Linked DNA regions of Mus musculus: region 1 is linked to region 2. The links are chromatin contacts, called in public promoter capture Hi-C maps. All regions are on one chromosome and are shown on one strand. Each heading gives the region's core, a stretch centred on a gene start, on an enhancer-like site or on the middle of the called end of the contact. The rest is flanking DNA. Distances are from core to core; before and after follow the strand shown. Region 1 holds the start of Lbx2 (ladybird homeobox 2). Region 2 overlaps Hk2 (hexokinase 2).

What was found. Promoter capture Hi-C pulls out the DNA fragments that hold promoters and counts their contacts.
Region 1: a promoter capture Hi-C map of the 3T3-L1 cell line shows a contact between it and region 2, with 2.9 times the contacts expected there. The contact joins the promoter of Lbx2 here to the enhancer-like site in region 2. A contact is called at or near these places in 7 of 39 promoter capture datasets (the 3T3-L1 cell line, the C10 cell line, the HPC-7 cell line and 3 more), 2 of 484 Hi-C or Micro-C datasets (the AML12 cell line and cerebellum) and 3 of 115 datasets of contacts at active chromatin or transcription factors (bone marrow-derived macrophages, extraembryonic endoderm stem cells and pancreatic cancer cells).

What each region holds. Positions count from the first base shown.
Region 1 is chr6:83,084,982-83,087,858 of GRCm38.p6, forward strand. It overlaps Lbx2 (ladybird homeobox 2), which reads left to right and starts at 1,384. Exons shown (of 2, transcript NM_010692.4): 1 at 1,384-1,641; 2 at 2,702-2,877. The coding sequence starts at 1,443.
Region 2 is chr6:82,722,303-82,725,211 of GRCm38.p6, forward strand. Hk2 (hexokinase 2) reads right to left here. Exons shown (of 18, transcript NM_013820.3): 18 at 2,723-2,909. Among named protein-coding and RNA genes, the nearest start is that of Gm32480, 8.6 kb to the left of the region's middle. Within about 2 kb of position 1,284, at least 82 of the 459 cell types and tissues checked have an H3K27ac peak or open chromatin away from gene starts, as enhancers often do. A contact at or near this core is called in extraembryonic endoderm stem cells, where this site is marked.

The DNA.
Region 1 (2,877 bases), core at 134-2,633, 360 kb after region 2:
ATAGTGGGAGATGGAGAGGCTACAGGAGAGGTGACATTGGGAACAATGTAGGAGAGACTGTTCTGGCTTTTCATTGCACTCCCAACAAAACAAAACAAAGCACAACAAGCATAAATAGAATTCTCATTTTGACTGCACAGTGGCTCACTCCACAGACGACTGAGCCAAGGTTAACTTTGAGTTTGAGCAGAGCCTGGACTACATAGTGAGACCCCAGCTCAATCATAAATAGATTGATTAAAGTTAAAGCCAAGTATGGTGGCACACACGAGACCAGCCTAGTCTACATAATAAGATCCAGGACAGTGAGAGCCTGTCTCAAAATAACAACAACAACAATAATAATAATAATTTAAATGAATTTTGGCTTGCATTTGCAACTGCCCTAGCAATGAAGAGGCTTGCTCTTTGGGAGTAGCCAGTCTATACCTATAAGCTGTAAAGCTTTCAGCTATCTGAGGAAGATTGCCTAGAAAAGGAACCAGGCCTATGCAACCTTACTGACCCAGCTTTGTTAAGCCAGAGTTGCCTTATTTCAGCTCAAGATGATCATGGAGTGCTAACCCAGATACAAATAAACGTGGAGGAGATGGGGACAGAGAACACAAAACGCAATGAACAAGCCAAGCCTTCCATTAGTCTTCCCTGGAGAGTGAGTGATCCTACAGGAAGTCACACCTGAACTCTGAGGACTTAATAAAAGGATAAAGTCAGATCTATAGCAAGCCAGTAAGAAGAGCTGGCCCTCTGGAGTCCAGTCCTCACTAGCCAGGAGCCCTCTGAGCAAGTAGTACCAGCCCAGGTCTCTGAGATCCTTTTGGGTGGGTTTTAACTTACTGGAGCCTCCAGGCTACAGTGTGGCCTGCCCCATTCCTTGTGGTATCATTTTATGACAGGTATTCCAATAGGCCAGGTTCTCGATCCTGGACCCCCACACTACACCAACCATCTCTAGCCACCATCTTCTCTTTAAGACCTTTTCCCAGGGTTGGGTGAGAAAGATAGGCAAAGTTAGGATGCTGAGTCCCTAACACAATCAGCCCTGATCCTGTTTCTCAGAACCCTGCAAGTCCCCAGTCCTTGAGGCCAGGGAAAGCAATTTTATTGCCCTAGAATTTATGAGCCAGAGTTTAAGTAGGGAGCCAAGCAGCATGCAATCCAGGGGAGTACATCCAGTTTGAATGTGCACCTCAAAATCAGAAGCCATGGGCTTCTTTCTACTCTATAGAAGAAATAAGGCTGCCAGTACACCTATGGGCACCCGATTCACTGAGGCCCTTGGAAGGAGGTGGGGGTGCAGGAGGAGGGGACGTGGGGCTTCAACTGAGCTCTAGGGGGCGGGTCCGAGGCAGGGGGCCCAGATCGGAAGCTGAGCGCTGGGGGCCTAGGAGGTTGTGAAGCCAAGCGCAGCAGAAGGCGGGATCGCTACAATCCCGCTTGCCATGAACTCTGTACATCAGCGCCGGACACCCTTTAGTATCGCAGACATCCTAGGTCCGAGCATGGTCCCCGAAGCACCTTCTGCACCGCAGCTTCCCGAGGCCGGCCCTGATCCCGCGTCACCACTGTGTGCGCTGGAGGAGCTAGCAAGTAAAACTTTCCTGGGCCATTCCCCGCGGGCTACACCACAGCCTTCTGAAGGTACACGCCAGCCAAGTAGCGGACTTGAACTGTGTGTGTGTGTGTGTGTGTGTGTGTGTGTGTGTGTGTGTGTGTGTGTGTGTGCGCGCGCGCGCGCGGATCTGTCTGTCTGTCCCTGTCTATATCTGTCTCTCCCTCCACCCCCCGCTTCACTCTCTCGTCCTTGGTCACAAAGTTTTGTCTGGCCCTGGCTGGTCATTTTTACCCACCCCCTGCCTTCTGCCCAAGTGTCAGGAGTTGCATTTGACAGGGCTCGGCAGGTCTCCTGAGTTAGTTCTGAGACTGCAATTGCTCCAGGGGGTGGCAGGGGCTGAGGGGTACCGCCAGGCTGGAGCGAATCCAGGGACCCGCTCGGCTGCTGGTACGTTCGCTGTATGCGGGGTAATCATGACCAAGAAAGGCTGTGGAAGAGAAAAAACGCTTGAGCTGCTGGCAAGAAAAGACTGAGGCAGGGCTAGGACAAGGCAGAAAATTCCTCCCAGCTACCTAGCCCCAGCTACCTAGCCCCAGCCCCAGCCCCAGCCCCAGCCCCAGCCCCAGCCCCAGCCCCAGCCCCAGCCCCAGCCCCAGCCCCAGCCCCAGCCCCAGCCCCAGTCACTTCTTGAGCCCTGTAGAAGATCCTTTGCAGCACTATTGGGCACAGGAACCGCCTTCCGCCTGCCTTCCTTCCCTTTGGGCTCCCGGAAAGAGAGCTGGTGTTAAGGACTTTATTTGGCCAGATGGGTCACCCGACCTCAATTTGGCCTCTAACTTACTACCACGCACAGCCTGGAGCTCCAAACGGCGTCAGAGACCTTCTCCAAACGGTCTTGACTCTCGTACCAGATCTCTGGTCAGTCCCACTCACCCTCTACCCGCTGGAGTAATCTCATCTCTCTGTCGTCAGCATTCCCACAGGCCTGCTGCACTTCGAATCCGGGTTCTGACCCGGTGTATAGGGATCGTGATGCTGGCCCACCCCGCTCCCTCTACCTGCTTAAGCCCCGCGACCCTAAGTTTTTCCATCCAGACCTCAGCCTCCTCCAAAGCCGAGACTGACATTTCCGTCTCATCCTGGCAGGCAGAGCCGCCCCGGAGGCGCCGCCGGGGCCTGGCGCTGGTGTCCGGAGACGCCGCAAGTCTCGGACAGCGTTCACTGCACAGCAGGTGCTGGAGCTGGAGCGGCGATTCGTCTTCCAGAAGTACTTGGCACCGTCAGAGCGCGACGGACTTGCTGCGCGACTGGGCCTGGCTAAT
Region 2 (2,909 bases), core at 34-2,533:
ACCAAGATTAGCCATTACAAGGGGCTTAAAGCCACGGTATCTGTGTAGCCATTGTTGAGTCAATAGTACATCTTCACCCATGAGAAAACAAATGGGCAGACAGGACATACACAGAACAAGACATTTGTAGCTACTAGAAGTAATGAAATAGATGCAAACACAGCAATGTCTATGGGCCTTAAAATGTGCCAGACAAGTAGGGAGCCCAGTGGGTGGAGATACCTGCCTATGACTCGAACAACATGAGTTTGATCCCAAGACCCACAGGATGGAAGAAGGAAGCTGATTCTAGGTTTTCTTCTGGCCTCCCCATGTACGTACACACACACACACACACACACACACACACGATAGATAGATAGATAGATAGATAGATAGATAGATAGATAGAGATAGATAGATAGAAATATGTAAACAAACCCTGCTTTGAGAGAGGACACAAGACTCTAGCCAACTATGTTTTGTGTGTTTTTATTAAAGCATCACAGAGAGCTAAGGATCTATCATTTAGTTTAGAGCACACAGCATTTTCAGGCCCCTGTATTTCATCCATGTCCTTAGAAAAGGAAATAAAGAAAACCAGAGACGGCACGAAACAATGTATGCCTCATCCAGACTCGTACAGAAACGAGGTGGCGTCAAGCAGGGTGCTCAGACTGCCGATGGTGAGGGAAGAACAAAAGAGACATGGCTCAGAGGGAAATTGGAAAACAGAAAAGCAAAAGCGGATTGTGCAAAGGCTAGAAAATGCTCTCAACACCGGAGTGCCTGTGTTCCAGCCTGTGGCACCTGGGGCCCAGCCGAAGAAAACAAAACAGGGAGACAGGCTGCCTGGGGTTTGGCTGGGAAACTGCTTTCCAAGCTGGGAGCAGTGTGAGTGCAGTCTGCTTGCTTGGAGGAAACTAATTTTTCCTTGGGAGGATGGGGAGTCAGCCTAGGAAAGAGATACACGTGCTATCCGGGACATTGAGGGCCTCACCGCAGGTAAATGTACCCTAAATCGCACTAAAATATTCCCTGCTAGTCCAATGTTAGGGTCTGTGCGGAGCTGTCTGTGCCCCAGCCCCATCCATGGGACATAACGAATGTAGCTTTTCCATCCCGCTGCCAGAGGCCAAAGTGACCTGGGGAAAGAGGTGCCCACACTGTGCTGAGCAGTATGGCTGATGTTACAGACAGGAACAAGCCAGCTGCAAAACTCAAGAGGCCCAGAGTGGGGAATCTGTAAGAATCTGCTTTGAGGCAGAAAAGCCAAAGAGGCCTCTAAGCTGGGGGGTGGTGGCACATGCCTGGAATTCCAGCGCCTGGAGGCAGGAGAGTCACTTCAAGGCCATCCTCATATACTTAAGTCAGTGGAATGAGCTTTAGAAAGCCAGGCTGGAAGGGAAAACAAAGGACCCACGTGTGCACCAAGAAACGCAGTCCCGCTTGATCATGGACTCAGATTCAGTGTAGGATAAAACTGGACCTCCATGTGTGAGTGGATGTGTGTGTTGTGTAGATCAGAGGACAACTTGTGAGAAACCAATCCTCCCCTTCTGTGGTGGGCTCCAGGGATCAAATCAGATTTGCATATCAAGTTCCTTTATGCTCTTAACTATCTTGCCAATCTTATCACTTTTTTAAGGCAGTGTTTTCTGAAATGTAAAGGCTAGAAAAGTCCCAGACATGCACTCACGGGTGCATGTGAGAAAGTGAAAGGATGGGCTTGGCTGTTTTTCCTCAGCTGTCCACCTTGTTTCTCAAGACATGGTCTCTTATGGCCTGGAACCTGTTGGGTAAGCTAGGCTTGCAGACCAGTGACCTCCAGGGATCCACCTGCCTCAGCCTCCCCAGCCCTGGGATCACAAGGGCAGACCGTCTGGACCTAGTCTCACCGTCCTGCTCCTGTCACTTCTTTAGCTTGTAGTGGCTCCTACCTGTAGCTCCAAGTTCTTGGAAGGATAAAGAGGCCTGCCAGGTTTATGACCAGCCTGATCTACATAGCAAGATGCGGGTCAGCCTGGGGGTACATAGTGAGCCTGTCTCACAAAAGGACTGTCTATAAATGCATCCTCACAGGAGGGTTAAGAGTGCAAGACCAAAGAGCGCAGAGCATGCTGGGCTACAAGGGGTTCAAGTCTACACACTGAGCAACCCAGTGTTTTATACTCAAAAAAGTATAAAACAAGTGTGGTCAGGTGTGGTGGCACATGCCTGTAACCCCAGCATATGGAAGGCTAAAACTGGTCCAGGAGTCTGAGGCCAATCTGGGCTACATGAGACCCCATCTGAAAGTGGTGTTGGGAGAACCAGGGGTGAAGTCCACTGAACAGGTGGCCCTGGGTTCAAGGCTCAACACTAGTCCCATTCTCTCTCTCCCATCTCATGAGTATTTGGTCCCCGGTTAGTGCTGCTGTTTGGAGGGGCTTAGGGGGTGTGCCTTTGTTGGAGGAATGTGTCACTGGGAGCTGCAGAGGGTTTAAGGACTCACACCACTCTGTCTTTACTGCTTGAGGCTCAGCTTCTGCTCTCAGCATCTGATCGTTCACGGCGCTTATCTCCGCCATAGAAAGCAATCACAGGATCCGACCCCCACAGGCTTCAGAATTCCAGAATCCGTCTCCACGGACACTGAAAGATAACAGGCCACTCCAAATGTATCGACCCCATCAGTGATTGATCAGACTGACCAGGAAGTCCTAACTTGCCCCACTTAAAAGATCCAATCACACACTGAATATTTTGAAAAAAAAAAGTTAAAATTTATTAATAATAGTTAACATCACATGGTTAATTCAACTAGTTCTCTACTGTACATGATGACAAAACGCTCACTAGACCGAGTGCCCAGGGATATGAGATGAGTCAAAGGTTCACTGAAGATCACACAAAGCAGCATTAGCAGAGAGAGCTGTCAACCTAGTGCT